Regions from separate parts of the Mus musculus genome. Here all the other regions are linked to region 3. Evidence: chromatin contacts called from public Hi-C and HiChIP or PLAC-seq data. All regions are on one chromosome and are shown on one strand. Each heading gives the region's core, a stretch centred on a gene start, on an enhancer-like site or on the middle of the called end of the contact. The rest is flanking DNA. Distances are from core to core; before and after follow the strand shown.

Region 1 (2,700 bases), core at 158-2,657, 2.1 Mb after region 3:
TTTTTTTTTTTTTTCTCACTTCCACACAACAGAAATGGTGTGGTACAGAACTGAGGGGAAAAAATTGGCAATCTTTGACTCTTTTTCTTAGTGGGGAAGGAGGACACAAAAGATAACAGAGTTGGGGCCTAAACCCTGTGCCTTTTGTTGCTAGCATTCTCTCACAGAGCTACATCCCCAGCGTCTGCTGGATCTTTGATCAAGTCTCACCTGTGGCTTGGGGTAACACAGAAAAACAAATTTCACTCGAGTCCCCAAGAATTAAATCTTTTTGGCATCGGACAACCAGTCGTATTGCACAGTTCAGCAGTTACAGGGGAAACACCACCTATTATACAGACATGTGGCAGGGGACAGGGCAAATCTTGCTCAGGGCTTCTGGTTAAAACCGCAGCAAGTGTTCTGGGAGTTGGCAACTGAAGGTAACTTCTAGAAATGAACAGGCACCCAGGGGACTCTGGAAAGCACTTAAATTTCTGGTCTTCACAGGAATCTTTATCCGGGGGCCTCTTTCTTGGCCACTGAAAAGCGTCTTTTTCTGGACCAAAGGAGAGGGATGTGTTGATCACTGGCCAGGCTGGAGGGTGTGAGGAGGGTCAAGAGAACACCACTAGAGGAAGTCAAGTCAATCGCAGACCAATGGTTCAAAGGTCTAGAAAGGAAGGTTGCTTGGGCTGGATCCCTTCCCCTCCTTTTCTCCGATTAAATACGAAAGCCAACAAAGACGAAGATAAGGAAAAGGACGACAAAGAAAGTGGCGTCTCGTGTATCGTCCCAGCTGGTCCCCTTGTTGGCCTGGTTCTCCTGCTTTTTGCGAAGGGCTTCCCTCCGGGCGCGCAAACGCCGTTCTCTCTCTAGCTGCTCTCCGTAGTGCGCCTGGTAGAAGGCGTCAAAGTCGAACATGGTGCGACCGTCGCCGGGAGAAGCCCTAGAGCCACCGGGAGCCCGAGGGGTGTAGGGAGGAGGGCGAGGAGGAGCGGGATCGGCCACGGGCGTCTTAGAGGGCTTGACGCCAGGTCCGCGCAGGTCCTGGTCGCTGAGCAAACCTCGGTCATACTTGCGCCGGAGGATGGTGCTGCCCAAGACCAGGTAAGCTTCGGAGACGCGCGTGAAGCGCTCGGCGGCCTCGGCGCTCCCGGGGTTGCGATCCGGATGGTAGAGGAAGCTCTGCCGGTAGTACGCCGCTTTGATCTGTGCTTGCGTGGCCGTGGAGGGGACGCCCAGCAGCTCATAGAGGGCGGTGCGGGAGTAAGTCCTCCCTCGCGAGCACAAACCCGTGGCGGAACTCGGAGGCAACCCCCGGACCTGCCACCATCTCCATAGCGGTGACAGGGTCCACCCCAGGCAGCGCGCGGCCGCCATGTTGTGGCTGGGAGGGGGCGGCGCCGAGGCAGCCAATGGAGGCCTCGAATCCTGAGCGGCGTCCCCACCTTCTAGCCAATCAAATAAAAGGAAAGGCGGGGGAAAAGGTCCGCCTGAGGCGGGCGCAGATTGATGACGTCAAAGCGTCGCGCTAGTGCTCGCCGGTCCCAGCGTTGCCATACCATCGAGATGGCATCTCGTAGCCGGAGACCCGAACACAGCGGACCGCCGGAGCTGGTGAGAGCCCCGCCAGGTCTTGGTCTTTTTCTAGAATGACTGCTTTTGGATTCTTCCCTTAAAACTCCCATGTGTTTTTCTCTTCTCAACAGTTTTATGACCAGAATGAAGCCCGGAAATACGTTCGCAAGTGAGGAGAGCATGGCTGTTGAGCGGCATCGCGGGGGTCGGGATCGGCGAGTCGCCCCGATTATGGGCGTCCCTTGGAAAGCATGTAGAATTTGGGAGTGTGTGTGAGTGTGTGTGTGTGTGTGTGTGTGTGTGTGTGTGTGTGGGTCTGCGTACATGCAGTTCTGCCACCGGTAAAGGGAACTTGAAGCCATTGAGCTCCTGGAAAGATCTTGCTACCTCAGTGTGGGTATATTCATCTCCAGTTTACCCTGGGTCGTTTGACAATGTGTTTTAAATATGTGGTAAAGTAAGCAATAGTTAGAAGATATGATAAGGTACTGTCATACTGCATAAGTGGTCTGTCACTGAGCGATACTTCCTGCCCCTCGCTTGGGGATTCTAAGTAGACATTTTACTTTTGAGGCACACCCCTAGCCATTCACTGGATGATTCTGAAAAGCACTCTACCATTAGGCTACACCCCCGGAAGGAATCAGTACTATTAGAGAGAGGACATACTCATTGTGGGTTTATTGTGATCTTTATTTAAATGCATGATTGCACTGAGTTGTCATGTCAACCATTGACATAAATAATATCTGAATCCTCTACATGGTAGCTTATTTGGTTTTGTTTGTTTGTTTGAAACCTGGTCTCATATTGCCCAGAGTATTCTTGAACTTGCTATGTAGTGGAGGTGATTGAATTCCAGACCCTCTTGTCTCTACCTTACTAGTGGTAAAATTGCAGACATGGTCCCGCACGTATGGCTGTATGGAACACTCTTCTGTGGGGCTGTTTACCTTGATTTTTGGGAAGACCAGGTGTGGCCATTCTCTGTTCAGTATGGCAGTCAGTAGCTAGCTATTAAAACTGTAAGTCAAAATGGCCTAATGTGAAGAAATGAGCACACATACACACAACACACACACACACACACAACACATTCACAATTTTATACTGATTATGTACTGAAATGTCATTTTGAGT
Region 2 (2,700 bases), core at 170-2,669, 2.7 Mb before region 3:
CTGTCCCCAGTGACATGGGCTGCAGGTAGGTCCTGCCTATACAGCTTTCTTGACTCCATCCACATGCTTAAATTCACACCTACTGTTTCAGTTTGGTTTTGTGTGACAGTGTCTCGCTATGTAACTAAGGCTGGTCTTGAACTAGCTAAGCAATCCAGGCTAACCTTAAACTCAAGATCTTCCTGCCTCAGACTCCCATGTGCTAGGAGTACAAGCATGTGCCACCATAACATAATGGCTTTAGACCAACACCTTTGAAAGAAGTTACCTGGCCCTAAAACACCAGCTCAAAGCATCAAAGTACCCACGTGCACTCCACCAGATACCTTCTGAAATGTTGCTGCCACAGTATGACCTCAGCAGTGCCAACCTCTGGGGTCCCAGGGCTAATTTTAGTGACTCCACAGGAGTGGAAGGGGTGAACTACCTACCAGCTGAGACACAAGCTAGCTTTTGAGGACTGAGTGTACTGAGTGCCTGTCCATCAATTGGAAGGCGAACTGTTAAAGTGCATCTGTGTTAGCAATGAGAGCTGTGTGAAAAGCGAGGCTCAGACTAACTTCCCTAGAGAAACAAGAGCACCAAGCAGCCTCACCTCCCAAATACCGACTGCGTTCTTACGGGGCAAGTTCTAGGAGGCTGGAGTGGCTGTTATCTCAAGGATACCAGAAGAGGAGTCTATCTCCCCCAAAGAGATCTAATCTAGGCACCTAGGACCCACGAGGCTTTCTTCACCTGTAATTTGCTAGAGTTTTTGCTTCTGATTTCTCGCCGCACGCTCGTAAACATGCACACTCTTAACACGCCTATCCGCTCACCCTACTAGGGAACCTCGCACTTCAGAGTTGGATGGGACCTTGGCCCCAGACCACACCTGAAGAAAGTGACGGAAGCGATAGGCTGGCCAAGACGGTCACCTGCCTCGCTCCCCACCCACAGCTTCCACATCCGGCACCGCTGGCCGGTCAGCTGATTAGAAAGTGACACCAGTTACTCAGGCCCTTTCGGGGTCCCGGCCGGGGGCGAGGTGGGGGCGAATTCTACGCCGACGGAAATGGCCAGGTGCGCACGGCTCCCGGGTGCCACTCTCCCGCACGTGGTGGGTCCCGTGTGGGCCTTGAGCTAGGTCCCGCGTGGCACGTGCTCGAGGCCCAGGCTGGGTCCCGCGGCCTTCGGGGTGCTCCTCCCGCAGGTGCACGAACTCTGGGTTCCCCTACCCAGTTCCCGAAGCCCCTCACTCACCCGGGTCGCGCGCGGGGCCGGGCGCGGCGGCTCCTTGCGGACACGCACTCTTCACAAGCGCTTCTGCTCTCGCGCTCCCCTTAGTCGCCGTCTCCGCCTGCGCGCTTCGGACTTCTCGTTCCGACTCGGCGAAGAACAACAAGTCCCTGCCACCCGCCGCCCGCCGCCGGCTCCCCAGTACTGACACCGCTTCCGGGATCGCGCGTCGAAGCGCGTCACCGCCCCGCCCCCGCGATGGCCACGCCCCTAGTGATCACGCCCCTGTTGCTCACGCTTCTTCGCTCACCAAAACCACGCCCTCTCTGGCCGCGCGTCGGCACCACGCCCCTGATGGCCACGCCCCTCGCTGCCCCAGTCCCTGGGTCCTCCTACATGCTTCCACGTGCAGTTGTCTCATTGCTGAGCTCCTGGCCCTGTCCATCCCCAACACACCCGGGGCGGGGTCTGTGCTCCTTTCCCAAGGTAGGGGGTGTCAGGCGAGCGTGACGCACACTGGGTATGGACCCCACGTTTCCTTGAACTTTCAGCCTGGGCATTATGTCTCTATGTCACCCACTGTCGTCTATGCTACTCACTGTGATCCTGAGGCTGCTGGAGCCTCCCCGGGTCTTGGCAGAGAGAATAGAGGCCAACTGGCTAGTGACCATGTTCTGGACCTAACACCAAGCCCACGTCAAGGTGGCGAAGTGGCTCAGTTACACCACATAATCAGCAAGGCAGATGCACCCTACAAAGGAGAAAGAGATATGTATGTAGCATCCTCTTCTGACCCATACCATGACCTTTTGATTTATATCTGAGACAGAGGTAAGGTCTCACTGTGCAGCTCAGAGTGGCCTGGAACACTTATAAAACTTTATTTTTTTTTTTTACTTATTTATATGTGTGTTCATATGTATGTGGATTGGTGTGCACACACTACCACGAATGTGTGGAAGTCAGAGGGCAACTTTAGGGAATCTGTTTTTTCTTTCCACTTTTGGGTTCCGAAAATTGAACTCAGACTTGGTACCTTTACCCACTGAGCCACCTCACTGGCACTGTCTTGAAGCTCTTAATCCTTCTGCCTTCACCCTAAGTGCCTTCACCTAAGCCTGCCCCTCCCCCTCCCCCTCCCCCTCCCCCCTTCTCCCTCTCCTCCCTCCCTCTCCTCCCTCCCTCTCCCTCTCCCCCTCCCCCTCCCCTCCCCCTCCCCCCTCTCCCTCTCCCTGTAAGCAATGGATAGTGTCTTAGTTAGGTTTTTACTGCTGTGAATAGTCACCACGACCAAGGTAACTCTTATAAGGACAACATTTAGTTAGGGCTGCCTTATAGGTTCAGAGGTTTAGTCCATTATCATCAAGGATCATGGTAGCATCCAGGCAGTCATGGTGCAGGCAGAGCTGAGAGTTCTACATCTTCATCTGAAGGCTGCTAGGAAGACTGACTTCCAAGCAGTAAGGATGAGGGTCTTAAAGC
Region 3 (2,700 bases), core at 26-2,525:
CCAGATCTTCCAGCCTCTGCCTCCCAAGTGCTGGGGTTATGCCTAGTTTATTAGGTGCTGTGGGTGTAATCCAGGGCCTCGGGCATACCAGGCGAGCTTTCTACCACTGTAAGCCATTGAGCCATATGGGGGTGAGTCCACCCCAGTGCAACCTTAATCTCTCTTGTCTTTCTGTGCTGTCTGGTTTTTCCAGGCCTTCCCCTTGGAATTGTACTTTTTTTTCTAGGCTAAAAAAAAAAAAAAAAAAAAAAAAATTTCCAAAGATGGAGGTGGTGGTACACACCTGAAATACCAACACTCAAGAGGCTGGGGCAGAAGGATCTTGAAGCTAGCCTGGGCTAAATAACGAGACTTTGTCTAAATATATACATAAGAAAAAAAAAACACCCAAAGTACATTTTTTTTTCTGAATATGTTGCTTTTACACCAGCATGAAGCAAAAATTTGGGGGAGAGAATAAAAGGGTAGGGAGATCGACAAGGTGAACCATGTTAGGTCTGCTACCACCCCAATGACTTCCTGTCCTCATTTTGATTGACTACCTGGTTTGTGGCATCCAACAATGTTAGTCAATTCCTCCCTCTACAACGTCTGTTGTCTTCCACGGTTCACACGGTCCCCTGTGATTCTTTCAAGCTTCACAGGCCTTAAACTTGCCAAGTATCTGAGGCTAGCTAGCATGGAACCTCTGGTCTTCCTGCCTCCAGCTCCCAGCGCAGGGATTACAGCTGTGGCCCACCACCGAAGGCTGAGGATTTCGGATGTCATTTCTCTGTCCCTGCACACCTGTTGCTCTCAGAACGCTCTTGCCCCGGGAAAGCCCCCAAATGCTCCGAGACCTCCTCAAACACATCTCTAGACAGCCTCCTCCAGAAAGACTGCGCTAAGCTCTGGAAATGTTCTTATCTGGGGCTCACAGCTTCAACGGTTAGCAAAGGACCCACGAGGAGCCTCGCCCACTGGCCCAATCGCTCATCTGTCATTCCTTGCCACACATAAACATCCTGACCCGATAAACATGCTCAGAGAATAGATTCTGGGGCAGTGTCTTGTTTGCAACACACACACAAGCTGACAGCTTGAGCCTGGGGCTACCAGTCGCCCTAACCTGTAGCCCCCAGACCTTCCTGCTGGAGTCGGGTCTGGCCTTATTGCCCCGGCCAGAGGGGAGGGAGGGTTCCAGGGTGGAGTGGTGAGGAAGGCGGGGCTTGCGCCCCAGAGTAGTTGTCCCGGGCCGGGGACGGAAGTTGCACCACCACAGTACGATTACTTTCAGTTTTGTTTCTCTTGCAGGTAGTCAACTGCTGGCGGTAGCGGGATTTCGGGGCTCCCCGGTCCTGCTGGGAGAGTCCAGGATCAGCTGTGGCTGGGTAAGGAGAGCCCGGGAAGGCGGATGGGGTTAAGAGCCAGCACCCAGAAAGACTAGCCTGGGGGGAGGGGAGGGAGGAAAGGGGAAGTGAGAAAGCCCGGGAGAGGGAAAGGAAGGGAGGGGAGAGAGGGCAGAGGGGACCTGAGAAGCTTGGGAGGACAAGCTTGGAGCCAGGCCCTGTCCCTCAGCCTCCCACCTCCCACCTTGTGTCCTGAATCCTACACTCACTGAGTGTAGACAACCGCACCCCCACCCCCCACTCCGAGTTTGTTTGTTTTTTTTTCCTCCCAACACTGGGGAAAAAGAAAAGTGATCGCTCTCATTCTCTCTCTCAAGGCTAGATCTCTCTGTAGGGCAAGCTCAACCAGAACTCACTATTGTAGCCCCAGGCTGTCCTGAAACTCACTTTTAAACCCAGGCTAGCCTCAAATTTGTGGCAAGCTTCCTGTCTCGGGCTCCAGCTTTCTTTATTAAGTCGCCACCGTGCTGGGGACTTACAGTACCTTCCCTCCAGGGGATTCTAGAATGAGTTTGGTAGGAATGGTAAAATTAGAGGACTCCAGGAGTCAGGCCAGATCTACATGACCCCCAGGTCCAGGAAAAGGAAGGAGATGAACTTTTTCTCCCTGAGCCTTCATCTTGATCTGTTGTTATTTTCAAAGCTAGATGGGGCAGGAAGTAGGGCCCCTTCCACCCTCCCAGGACACCCTCCCAGACAGATGGATGGACAAAGACTGCGGGACCCTGTCCAACATCGAAAAGCACAGTGCTCGCATGCCCCTGACCTGTGTGTCCTTCCTGGCTGCCCCTTGAGTCCTAGCACCCACTGATAACAGGACCCATGGCAAGGTGAACGTGGTGGTGCTTGCCTGTGATGTGAGCACGCAGGAGACTGAGGCAGGAGGAGCACAAGCTTGGAGCTAGACCCAGGAGCAGGGCTGCCTAGCTCACAAGAAGCCCTAGGTTGCTTCTCCAGTGCTACATAAACTTCCCAGGGCTCCGGAAGTGGAGGCAGGAAGTTCAGAAGGTCAAGGTCATCCTGGGCTACTTGGCCAAGTTTGAGGCCAGCCTGGGCTACATGAGACGGGAAGGGCTTGGGCTACACCTACCTTTGGCCCTTGACCTGGTATGTTACTAATTAGAGTATTCTATCTCTGAGGCCTGGGGGCTACCTGGTCTCATCTTTCCCACAGGCTCAGCACTTCCTACAGCCGGTCGCATGTTTACGTTTGGTGAGTGTCTGTAAAGAGAACAAAGTGGAAGAAAAAAACCCTTCCCCTGGTATCTAGTGCCTCCCACAAGCCAGAACGTACCAAACATCCAGGTGAGTG

Evidence for each region. Hi-C and Micro-C count contacts between places; a contact is called where the count stands out from the background. HiChIP or PLAC-seq counts read pairs in DNA pulled down with a chosen protein or histone mark.
Region 1: a Hi-C map of B cells shows a contact between it and region 3, with 7 read pairs. The contact joins the promoter of Dnajc30 here to the promoter of Trim56 in region 3. A contact is called at or near these places in 1 of 39 promoter capture datasets (pre-B cells) and 1 of 484 Hi-C or Micro-C datasets (B cells).
Region 2: a contact with region 3 is called in an H3K27ac HiChIP or PLAC-seq map of double positive thymocytes, with 6 times the contacts expected there. The contact joins the promoter of Mafk here to the promoter of Trim56 in region 3. A contact is called at or near these places in 1 of 39 promoter capture datasets (erythroid cells), 1 of 115 datasets of contacts at active chromatin or transcription factors (double positive thymocytes) and 1 of 9 other capture datasets (liver).

Annotation. Positions count from the first base shown.
Region 1 is chr5:135,062,913-135,065,612 of GRCm38.p6, reverse strand. Dnajc30 (DnaJ heat shock protein family (Hsp40) member C30) reads right to left here and starts at 1,407. Exons shown (of 1, transcript NM_025362.3): 1 at 248-1,407. The coding sequence starts at 1,362. The coding sequence ends at 703. It overlaps Bud23 (BUD23, rRNA methyltransferase and ribosome maturation factor), which reads left to right and starts at 654. Exons shown (of 13, transcript NM_025375.4): 1 at 654-1,089; 2 at 1,438-1,599; 3 at 1,692-1,729. The coding sequence starts at 1,552.
Region 2 is chr5:139,790,255-139,792,954 of GRCm38.p6, reverse strand. Mafk (v-maf musculoaponeurotic fibrosarcoma oncogene family, protein K (avian)) reads right to left here and starts at 1,419. Exons shown (of 3, transcript NM_010757.2): 1 at 1,243-1,419.
Region 3 is chr5:137,114,782-137,117,481 of GRCm38.p6, reverse strand. It overlaps Trim56 (tripartite motif-containing 56), which reads left to right and starts at 1,275. Exons shown (of 3, transcript NM_201373.4): 1 at 1,275-1,370; 2 at 2,529-2,693.